Regions from separate parts of the Rattus norvegicus genome. Here region 2 is linked to region 1. Evidence: chromatin contacts called from public Hi-C data. All regions are on one chromosome and are shown on one strand. Each heading gives the region's core, a stretch centred on a gene start, on an enhancer-like site or on the middle of the called end of the contact. The rest is flanking DNA. Distances are from core to core; before and after follow the strand shown.

Evidence for each region. A called contact is a pair of places that touch in the nucleus more often than the background predicts.
Region 2: a Hi-C map of the A7r5 cell line shows a contact between it and region 1, with 6 times the contacts expected there. The contact joins two enhancer-like sites. A contact is called at or near these places in 12 of 12 Hi-C or Micro-C datasets (the A7r5 cell line, the Rat2 cell line, Schwann cells and 7 more) and 1 of 1 datasets of contacts at active chromatin or transcription factors (oligodendrocytes).

The regions. Positions count from the first base shown.
Region 1 is chr6:27,350,445-27,356,052 of GRCr8, reverse strand. No RefSeq gene overlaps it. Among named protein-coding and RNA genes, the nearest start is that of Ehd3, 64 kb to the left of the region's middle. Within about 2 kb of position 2,657, at least 7 of the 93 cell types and tissues checked have an H3K27ac peak or open chromatin away from gene starts, as enhancers often do. A contact at or near this core is called in the A7r5 cell line, where this site is marked.
Region 2 is chr6:27,925,329-27,930,936 of GRCr8, reverse strand. No RefSeq gene overlaps it. Among named protein-coding and RNA genes, the nearest start is that of Capn13, 100 kb to the right of the region's middle. Within about 2 kb of position 2,891, at least 7 of the 93 cell types and tissues checked have an H3K27ac peak or open chromatin away from gene starts, as enhancers often do. A contact at or near this core is called in the A7r5 cell line, where this site is marked.

The DNA.
Region 1 (5,608 bases), core at 1,408-3,907:
AAGTCAATGAGAGATACTTCTTTATATAAGGTTGTCCTCTGACCGTCACACATGCCCCGTGCACATGTGCACCTCATGAACATCCCCAAGCACAATACAAACATGTGGGTGTACACATACGTTAAAACCAATCGCCATCCAGTAAGATCGAAAATTCAGCTCCTTGTTCTCACTAGACGTAGTTCAAGGGCTCAGCAGTAGCCACATGTGCTGTGACCACAGGGTTAAATACAGGATGTTTCCATCATCACAGAAAGTTCTTTTGGACAGCAAAGTTCTGAAACATCCTTCCCCTGATTTCTTATCCATCCTTCCAGTCTCGGCTTAAACATCACATTCCTACAGTGTCGTCCTCTGACCCTCCAGTCTAAATTAAGTTTCCCTGCTTTCTTTCTCACACAGCCGGCAATTTTCCTCTTGAGATCTTACAACTGTTTGCCAAGTGATGGCTGGGCCTCTGATCATTTCCTGTCTGCATCCAGAACATATTCCTTCCAGTGGCCCATCAGGCCCAGACCCAGCTTCAGTGCATGTAGTATAAGAGCTGACCATAATCATGCCTTGAGTAAGTTTCCTATGCCCTTCTGTCTTTTCCCAAGATCCCTCTCTGCCTGACTCTGCCATCCTCTCTGCCTCTCCTGCCCTGACCACTAAATCTTCTTACCTGCCTGCCTGTAAGAGACCGTCGCTTTCTTTTAAGTCTCCACAACTGAAAGATCAAACCAAAAGTATCCCCAGTACAGACAGCCCACTCACTCCATCTAGACCCTTATTCCGTGTCCTCCCTGTCTCTCTAGGAACCAGCCTAGACCATTTCCTCACTCAGAATAGACAGAGGCAAACTTCAGTTGTCAGCTTGTTCTTGGAATAGCCAGGGCCTGCATACCTGGCCCCATTCTCTTTAGGCAGTTTGGACCTGTGAACCCCCTGCATCAGTATTCCCACCAATGTTCCCTAAAATGCAGGCTCTCTGGCCCCTGTAGACTCATTGAATCGGAATCTCTGTAAACGGACCCTGGAGCAGGGTTTTCAACCATAAGTTCCAATGACTCGAGTGCTCCCATCAAAGCTTCCGAAATTATATGTAGCCCCACGGAACACTGTGTAGAATCCTTTAATAAACCACTGATCCTTTCCTAATTTTCATTAAAAGACCATTTGCAAAATACCTCTCTAGTGGCTTTTCAAGTTTATTTGATTATTGGGGACCCACGAGCTCACGTGCAAGTAATATAGCATCATCTCAAACATCCTCCGAAGGTTTGAGCCTAAAGCTGGGGCATTATGGGAAGGTGGTGGAATCTTTTAAGGGGCGGGGCTTAGTTGGAGAAAGTTGATCTTTATCCTGGAAAGGGAAGTTGAGATCCTAGTGAGGAGACTTCCTCTACCTCGTCCCCCCAAAACATACACAGATACCTTGGAGCCACTGGCCCAGGGCTGCTATGTACTGAAATTAAGAGCCAAAGTTAACCCTTCACCTTTTAAGTTAAGAATCTCAGCTGTTTCATCCCAACGATGGACACTGACAACATCCCACATAAGGAATTTAGCCAGGTTTGCAGTGAACTTAAGGCTGCTGCCAGAAGAGAAGGCAGCCATGCAGTGAACATTCTGTGAACATCCATGGAGGCCAGCGTCTACGAGATTCACCGCAAGTCCCCATTTATATTATCTTGGACCCTCATTCCTTCACACTGCTGCTTTCTCAGATGGGTTCTGATAATCTATGCCCAGTCCTTCACTATGGAGTCACAGTGCAGTGATAAAACATTAACATCAACACCAACACAGTAAGTAGATGAAGAAGGGCAGCTTACTTCTAGTCTTAATTAGGTCTGTATCGCTGTGATGAAACATCGTGACCAAAAGCAAGTTGGAGGAAGAAAGGAGTACACTTCCATACCACAGTCCATCACTGAAGGAAGTCAGGACAGGAACTCAAGCAGGGCAGGAACATAGAGGCAGGAGCTGATGCAGAAGCCATGAAGGAGTGCTGTTACTGGAAGGCAGGAGCTTATGCAGAGGCCCTTGGGGCTGGGGGTGGGGTGCTGCTTACTAGCTTGCTCCTTATGGCTTGCTCAGCCTGTTTTCTTATAGAACCCAGGACCATCAGTCCAAGGATAGCACAATCATCATGGACTGGGCCCTTCCCACATCGATTGCTAATTAAGAAAATGCCTACAGTAGGCTTGCCTACAGCCTGACCTCATGGAGGCATTTTCTCAATTGTGGTTTCCTCTTTTCCAGTGACAAGCTTCTATCAAGTTGACATAAAACGATCCAGCACACTGCTCAGATACAAATGATATCAAAGCTAGAGGAAATGAGTGTGTACACGATTGTTCCAAATTAGGCTTAATATTCAGAGCTCATTAAAGGAAGCAGCCCATTTTCCACAGGGAGATGGAGGAAGTAGATAAAGACGTTTAAGTGACCCTGAGTCAGGTTCTGAGTATAGTTATTGTCACCCCTTTCTTTTATTGCCCTGGGGAGAAGAAAAACAAAAGCACCTCCGCCAGTACTTTAGGCCAAACCTCTTCCTTCTGGATAGCCAACTCCTCTGCCCTGTCCTGTCTCTCAGAGTCAGGCACCACACTGGACAGACGCGGCCCACTGAAGTGGTTGAGGTTTCCCTGGTCCTCAGAAACAAGCAGTTAGAGCCATCCCAGCCCCTATCTCCTTTCCCTTCTGGCCAGGGGGTGGTTGACTCATTGCCTGCCCACTGGGGAAACCACCGAGCACAGTGGCAGCCAGCCAGTGGCTACGAAACTCCTGGGAAATTCCTTCAGGTCCTGAATAGCAGCCATGTGTGGATTCCCCATCTCTTCTCAGGTACCACAGTGGGCTTTAAGACGTGGGATCCTAACCCAGACGTGGCTCAGGCCTGCACGGTGGGGATTCACTCAGAGAGGATGCTGAGAAGAGGAACAGTGTGGCGTCCATCCATCCCCATCACCACACACTTGAGCCTGCTTCCAGAAAGACTCATCGAGTGACCCCAATCCACGTAGGTGCTGGGCCTCCGATAGCCCACCCTGGGCCTTTGGTTTTCCTCTGCTTCACGCCATCCGTGTTAACACACACAAACACATCAAGATCTTGATGGTTTGCAAGACCTTGACTTGCAAGCCTACAGAAAATGTCTGCATTTTTAAGCATGAAAGGTTATTCGCATGTAGCGACATGTGTGGCTGCCTCTTGACTTCTGGTAGATGCAGAACCTGTAGACCAGCCAACGTTCAGAACGTTTCCATCGCTCCCTGTGTCCTTCCTACTAACTCCCCATCATCAGAGGAGAGCCCTGAGGAAGAGACTCAGTTCTAAGGTATTCTAGTTTGTTCGTGAAGCTGGATGGAGGGAAGAGAGGCCAGAGCTGGGATAAAGTGGAAGCAGGAAAGATACTGTGTCCACCTCCTTTACAACACGGAAGCAAAACGAAACAAAAACAAAACAAAAAAACAAAACAAAAAAAAAAAAACAAAAAAAATCTTTATTTTTTGTTCTGTTGAGTCCAAAGACGAAAACCATATCCTTGCATATCCTAAACAAGGGCTTCACCACTGAGCCACACGCCAGCCCTGAGACACGCCTATTGCCACATCCTTTTGTCCCAAAGGAAACAGATTCCTAGAGATGTCTCCCTAGTCACGCCTTTCACCGGCTCAGCAGGCTGTCAATCTCACACCTTGGGCCATCCCCAACCTGAGCCCACTGTGCCCGACATCTGGTACAATGATGCCGCTTCCTCCGAGGAGCCCTCCCCTAATCCCACAGCCTCAGCACCTCTTCCTTTTCTTTGTATGCCAAGGGCCCCGCCCAAAGCCTTCAGGAGCCACTGAGCTAAGAACAGAACGTGGTGGTTCTACCAAAGCCCTCTTCCCTGTGAGGCAATACACTTCCCAGCTATGACTGCATCCAGATGCTTCTCCCACATTCCTGCTGAGGGTCTGATAACCTCCTGCCTCACAGGTCTGCAAAAAACACCTTTGTTATGTTCACCTCAGCCGTGCTGATGATATTAAAACATCTTGGGAACAAGCCAAATGTCAACACTGGAAGAGTTCATTAAACAAACTATGGTTCAATCTATAGGATGGAAAACTATACACCCATTAAAAATAACATCAAGGAAGCGTATAAGTAGGTATGGAAGCTGGGGAGATATACTGCCACGTGTTAAAGGCATCTTACAAAACATCCACATGTTAACAGGTTTCCTCATTGAAGGTCCACACTGCCAGACATCATCTCATTCATCCGATAGGCTATTTCTCTGTGGGAGCCTCGAGCACTGTTACATGAAAGTTATCTACTGACACTGCCCAGCTTGACGCTTGTAACAGTGTGAGGGAAGAGCACACACAGGGGGTATGAAGTATTATGACAGCAATTCCGGTGCAGAACTGACCCCAGCGTCCATGTTGGTTGCACATGTCTCCTTCAGAAGGTCTTGCTCTGTTCAAGGGCTTGCTTGCATGCACAGCTCATTGTTTGGAGGGACTGACCGGTCTGTATCTAGAGGACAAGTGGTTGGTTGTTTTCTTTGCTTCTCAGGGGTGACTTCATGCTGCATGGTTTTATTTCTTGTCCCCCCAGCTCTTTCTCAAAGAGCCATTCCTCATGACTCAGCAGATATAATCCCCCATACATAGCTGGCAGGTCAAAAGCACCTCAGAGATATTCGGGCCCGAGTCCTCTGGCTCTGGGGAAGTAGATTACACAGTGTCACCAAAGTGACTTTGCAAATATTATTAAGGTGACAGACCTTGCGGCTCTTGGGCTACACAGATGGGTCCCTGAGATCCAATCACATGAACACACGAAGGCACAGAACTCTGTCCATCTGGGGACAGGAAAGACTCAGCAGAAGTGGTCAGGGAAGCATGAGAGAGGCTGCCTCCCATTGCTAGACGGGCACAGGGAAAGCATGAGGATGGTAGGGAGCCCTTGATGACTGGCAGGCAGGAAGTCGGGCCCTGGGGCCTAAAACCACAAAGATGCAACCAACAGCCTGAATGGACTCAGGAGCAGATTCAGTCTCCACAAAGGAGCCCATCCCGCAGCACCTTGATTTCCACCATCTGTAGTTCTAAGAGGAGGACTCAGTAGAGCCCCAAGTAGGTGTTGTGTCCATCTGTAAAATTTGCAGTAATTCGTTATGCCAATCATTAAGGAAAGGGTCAATGCGCTGTGATGGTTTAGGTCCGTCTCCCCGGAAGGCCTGTGAAAGCTTGGTCGCAGGGCAATGCTATTAAAAGTTCTGTGGATCCCTCAAAGATGTGTCCCGGAGGCTGAAGAGGTGGGCCATCAGTCAAGGGCCCTTGACGCACAATCGTGAGGATCCAAGTTTGGGTCCCAACAGCCATGTAGCAATCTGGGCGGGCTTTGCAGATCTGCAACCTCAGCTCCAAGGAGTATGTTCGCTGGAACTTTCCGGCTTCCAGCCGAATTGTAGAAACACAAGCTCCAGGTTCTGAGGGAGATGCTGTCCCAACAGAAACATGGAGAGTGATAGGGGTATGTCCAATGTCCTTTTTAAAGAAGTAGGTCGCAGTAGGTGGTCCTGAGTCATTGCAACTCTGCCGGCCGGCTTCCCTACCTACCCTCA
Region 2 (5,608 bases), core at 1,642-4,141, 570 kb before region 1:
TTTTGAATCACCTTGAAGGCTTGTCAGGGATGAAGTCCCTTGTTGTGCTCCTTCCCTCTGTAGAAGTCAGTCTCTTAGGGACCAGAGGGATGAACATTTATGGTTGAGATGGGTGAGGTTTCAGGAGCTAAGTTCAGGTGCTTTTCCTGGGAATGTGAAGGATGGGCTTCTCTGTGGTCCACTCTGAGCCTCCTGGACAGGACAGCTCAGAGTACATCTCTAGGGCATTGTGGAAGCTGAGTGTGTGTTTCCCTTTAACAGGTTGCTCCTGGCTGACTAGGGCACACTTCTGTGGTGTGGGCCAGGCAGAGGATTGATCCACAGAATACAGGGGACTCTCTGCCTTGAGAAGTGGGAGTTTTTATTTTATTTGTTCCATAAAGGAAGTAACAGTCTGTGACTAAGGTGACAGTGGAGGAGATAAGGGACCAGCATCAGATCCCAGAGCCGAGGTAGACTGCCAGAATTGGAAGACACGGCCTGAGCATTAATCTGTGGGAGAGAGTCGAGCTCCCTGCCACATGGGGCTTGAACCAATTGAATTTTATTCTTCAGGGTCAGTTGGAGTTCCATTAATCTGTGGGTTACAAAATAAACTCTAACTGCTCAGTTTGCTAAGACATCTGACTAGTTCCTTGTCTCTCCTTGTCTTACAATCTTAGTCCAACTGCAGAAACTGATTGGGAGGTCCAGGCTCAGTATCTACCTCACTAGCCCTGTCCCCTCACATCTCCCAAGACATTGAGCTCCAAGCCCAATGGTGCCTGAACTTTGAATATCTCTTCTATTCAAGGGCCATGTTGTAGCTGCTGGTTCTGTCCAACAGAACCTCTTATAGCCAAATCAATAATGGGCATAGACTATCCAGAAACTGCCTAGCAATTGCTCATACCAGTGTGTCTTCCAGCTTCTGGGAAGCTCAGTCCTCCAGAATTCTACACTCCCAGAAGTGGAGAGGGAAGAGGATGGTGGCAGTCTGTGGGACAGTGAAAGGCACACCTGGTTCCTGGTTGAGGAGTCTTGAACACTGGAGACCCTGAAGAGATGGTAGACAGCCCTCCATAGATTTGTGGCCATCAGTCATGTAAGGGTAATGTCCTAAACCGCTTCACAGGTCATGTAGGCTCAAGACAGTTCTCCATTATAATGAGGTACCCAAGGGCTTGGAGGCTTAGCCAATGAAACTTTCCTGCCCAGACACTTCTCCCTGCATAAGGTATTTACTCTCTGGCCCATCCTGAGAAGTGGGGTACAGTTTTACTCATCCACTTTCCGCCATGACAATACATGCCTTAAAACCATGGATTGTCTCTTTTCATTGGGATCCACGATGGGGAGCTACAGAGAAGACCTTTGCCTACAGAACCGCTGTCTAATCTTCCGAAGAAGGCCAGTGGGTGGCAGGCCCCAGGCTAGATCCAGCCATGAGGGCCCCCACTCCATTCTTAGCTCTTCTGAGGCATCCCAGTGGGGCCTGGATGCCCAAGAGCTTGAGAACCAGACGCAGCTGGCCTCCTTGCAGGATGGGGAGTGGTGTCAAATTCCCTTGTCCTGCCTCCTAGAGCCCTGTGGTGGAGGGGATGTGGAACCCCAGTCTAAGCCTACAGCAGTTCTCAAGGGATGGAAACAGCAGTTATGGCTGCTCTGGGTTATACACAGAGTTTTTAGTAATCTGTTGCTGTGAAGAGACACCATGACCATGGCAACTCTTATAAAGGAAACACTGCATTGGAACTTGCTTACAGTTTCAGAGGGCTTGTCCCATTTTCATCATGACAAGGAGCACAGTGGCACACGGGAAGACATGGTGCTAGAGAAGTGCCTGATAGTTCTAAAGCCAGATCCCGAGGTAGCAAGAAGAGACACTGGTCCCGGCTTGAAACCTCAAAGTCCACTTTCAGTGACACACTTCCTCCAATAAGGCCACACCCACTCCAACAAGGCCACACCTCCTAATCCTTTCAAATAGTGCCACTCCCTGGTGACCAAGCATCCAAACCTAAGAGCCTGCAAGGGGGTCATTCTTATTCAAACCAGCACACCCAGCTAACTCTAGTTGTTTTCTATGACCTAGCATTGCTTTAAGCTCAGAGAAGACCTTGTTCTTCAAAGTTTTCCTTTCCTTATTTCAGAGAGGAAGAACTGAGATCCTTAACATCACACATGAGCATTCCCCTGAGAGCCATCAGAGCACAAAGGGGAAGAGAGCGGGGCTTCCTTAGCTGGCAGTGTGCCTGATTCAGGAATACCACACACAGGTCTGAGCCTTTGTCCTACCCTGCTTTCAAGGGTGCTTCAGCCTGACCAGCTGCCCTAGAAGCTCCAGCAGGGGCACATGTTTGTACATGTGGCTGGCTCAGGGATTTCCCCCAGGAATGCTTAGGATGAAGGGATTAGAGACTGAGTTGCAAATGCAGTGGGTAAAGGGCTCAGTAAAAGAGAGTTGGAGGGAATTTCTTACAATCCGTTTTGGCTTTTGGCAAAGAACACTTTGAGAATGGAAGACATTCTTTTGGGCGATTCAGGGGTTCATCTCTCCTAGTGTCCACACCAAGCATCACACAAGGTCAGTGCTTTGGATGATGGGACATTTCCAGGAGCCTGGTCTCTTGGCTGCTCCATTCTGTCCTTCTGTCTTATTCTCCTCATTGGTGAAGGACGATACTGCACTCACAGAGAAGACCAGTATGGTAGGGAAAATAGCCTAGCCAGCAGATTTGAAGATTGGACTTGCTTGGTTCCTGGTCCTCCCGGTCGGCGGCTGCTTCTATCAGAGACCCTTTTCATTCCTCATAAAGCCAAAGCCCTTGAGCTTCTGTTTGTGAGAAGTGCTCCCTATACCCGAGTGCAGTAAGAACCCAGCAAACAGCCTGTGGTTACTGTTACTCTGGCTCTGTCACAGAGTAACATCTGCATCCTGGGAAAGGAACAGCTTGCAAAGAAACGCTCTGGTTCCGTGGCCCGTGCTGCCATCTGGAGGTCGTGGTGAAGAAGATAAAAAGAACCGGAGATGAAGAAAATGAAAGGATATTGATCACACTACTAGACGTAGCATAATTGTCTTGGCACAGAACCGGCACTTGTGGTGATTCACCCCACCTAATGATTAGATTCAGAACCTCGCTAAATAAAGGGACATCGCCTCTGTCACTTGGTCTTTACGACCCAGCCAGATGGAGATTTATCCCCTCCTCTCCCTAGATGAAACACAACAAAATCCAGGAATGTTAAATACCACCCTAGGACCACATGGCCAGTAAAAGAGTTACAGTTGGAAACTAAGTCCATGCTTAGCTGTAGTGATAACTTTGGTTTCTTTTAAATGGCAGTTATGAGAATATGATTTTGTTTTAATCTCAGGTGTGGGATGTGGGGACGTCTCAGTTTGTCCACAGCAGATAACTACCATTGTCTCATGCTCTGGGGCAGAGGATGGGATAGTTGTAGTTAGTTTGATTATGGGGATTCTGGAGAGGGTATAGACGGGAGAGCGCTGAGGGACCCTGAGGCAGCTGCTGCTCACCCTGCTGCTGCACCTCCCTCACCCCCACCCCCGACCCCCACCTCCAGTCTCTGCTGCTGGCTCCTGCTGTTGCATATGCTGGGTTGCTGGATACCAGGTATTATGGTGATGAAGATTGGATTTCCCCCTAGAAACCTGATGCCCATAATAAGCAGGAAGTAGTGTAAAGAGGTCCATGCCCCCTTCCCCCTCTAACCTTCTTTCTCTCCTTCCTAGTGTTGGGGGCTTGGAAGGGATTAGGGTAGAACAAGGGTTGGAAGGGAGGCAGAGAGAGGTATAAGAACCCAATAATGTAGTTAAACAAGCGTGCCAACACTTGTCCCTCTATATTATGCCTTCTCTAGAGAATCTCTGGATCCCTCTACCACAGTGGTTCTCAACCCTACCCCTTCAAATGACCCTTTCGCGGGGGTCACCTAAGACCAGGGAAAATACAAATACTTATATCATGCTTCATAGTAGCAAAATTACAATTATGAGGTGGCATCAAAAGTAATTTTATGGCTGGGGGTTACCACAACATAACTATTAAAGGGTCACAGCGCTAGCAAGGGCAAGAACGGCTGCTCTACAGGCTCTGGGCTAAGGGAAGCATCTGGCAGGAAAGACAGGTGTGGCCAAAAAGGAAGACGCGAGCAAAACAAAGATCTGTAGTCCAGGAAGCATCACGCCTGTTCTGGCTTCGAGTTGCCCTCACAGCAAAGACAGGAGACAGATCGGCGGTGGACAGATACCACCGCTCTGCAGTCCCCAATGCAGTCCAAACGTGGGCCGAAGACTCACATTTACAGCCCCACAACATGACTGGTTCAAGAGTCAAGAGAGGGAAAAGCACAGCAGCTCTGGGGCAGGGGAAGATGGAGATGTCTATGTTTGCAGTTTTGCACAGTGTGCCTTTCCTTTTTCTTCCAGTGCACCGACATGTCATTAAAAACAAACAAACAAACAAACAAACAAACAAAAAACCATGTGTATGCTGTCACAAGAGAAATGATCCTTAGATGCTGCTTAGCTCATAATTGGGCCCTGGAAATGTGTTGACAGAAGGAAGGAATCCCTTGCAGGGAAACTGAGGCAACAGAGAGGAAAGACATTATTACAAAGCCATACATTTAAACATGAAGTCAGCACTGAAATTTAAGTCTCCAGACAGCAGCCCTCTCTCTCGGTGCTTTGCTGAGTGGTACCCAGAAGGAACTGTAACGGGGATGAAGGAGCGAAGGGCAGGCCCCTGTCTCAGGTGGTCCCCAGGTCTGCTCCTTGATGCTTACACCTGTTCCCACCCCAGAGGCGTCCTGTGGGAGGTGAGAAGTGACAGAGCTGGACGTCTCCCCTTGCTGTGGAGGCTCCTAAGAGAGCGATAACCCAGCTTTCAGCTACCGTGGATCCCACAGTGTCACGAAGACCAGACGAGGCCTTTTGACAACATCGTCTTAGTAATTCTCACATTAACCCTAGGATGTACTATATCCCTAGCCATATACTTTAAAAGACTGCCTTCTCCCTAAGAGACTTTAAGGTCATAGCAAAATTAAGCAGAAAGTGTAGACTTCCTTCTGTTTTTAAGCCCCCATGGCCCCTCTCAACATCAGCAGCATCTTCCTCCAGAATGGCCCCTTGATTCAACAGATTCACCAACATTGGCACCTTATCATCCCTGAAAGTCCACAGAATCTGTTGCAGGTCACCCTGGGCATTAAAGTCATGAGTCAAGAGACCCCATCTGCATCTTTTAGTGTCTATTTGTGGAGGAGAGCAGCTGGGACCGGAAGTTAAGATGAAGGTCACACAGCAGGACGTGGCAGGGAATCCCAGACTGGACCTTTACCATCTTATACCCAGTCTTGTGGCTTCCTGATGAGGGTCCATCAGGACAGGCAGAGGCCACCTGCTGGATGGAGCTTCCACCTGGGGGAGCCACAGTTTTGTGGGGTTCACAGGTGCACCTTCATTGGCATTCTTTTGTAGTAAGTGGTTTCCTGTTAACCCACACTTGCTGGGCTTTCTCACAGGGAGCACAGGCTGGCTCCTGAACAGAGTAACCGGACAGGTTGGCGCTGGAGACGTTCCTCCAGTGACTGACTC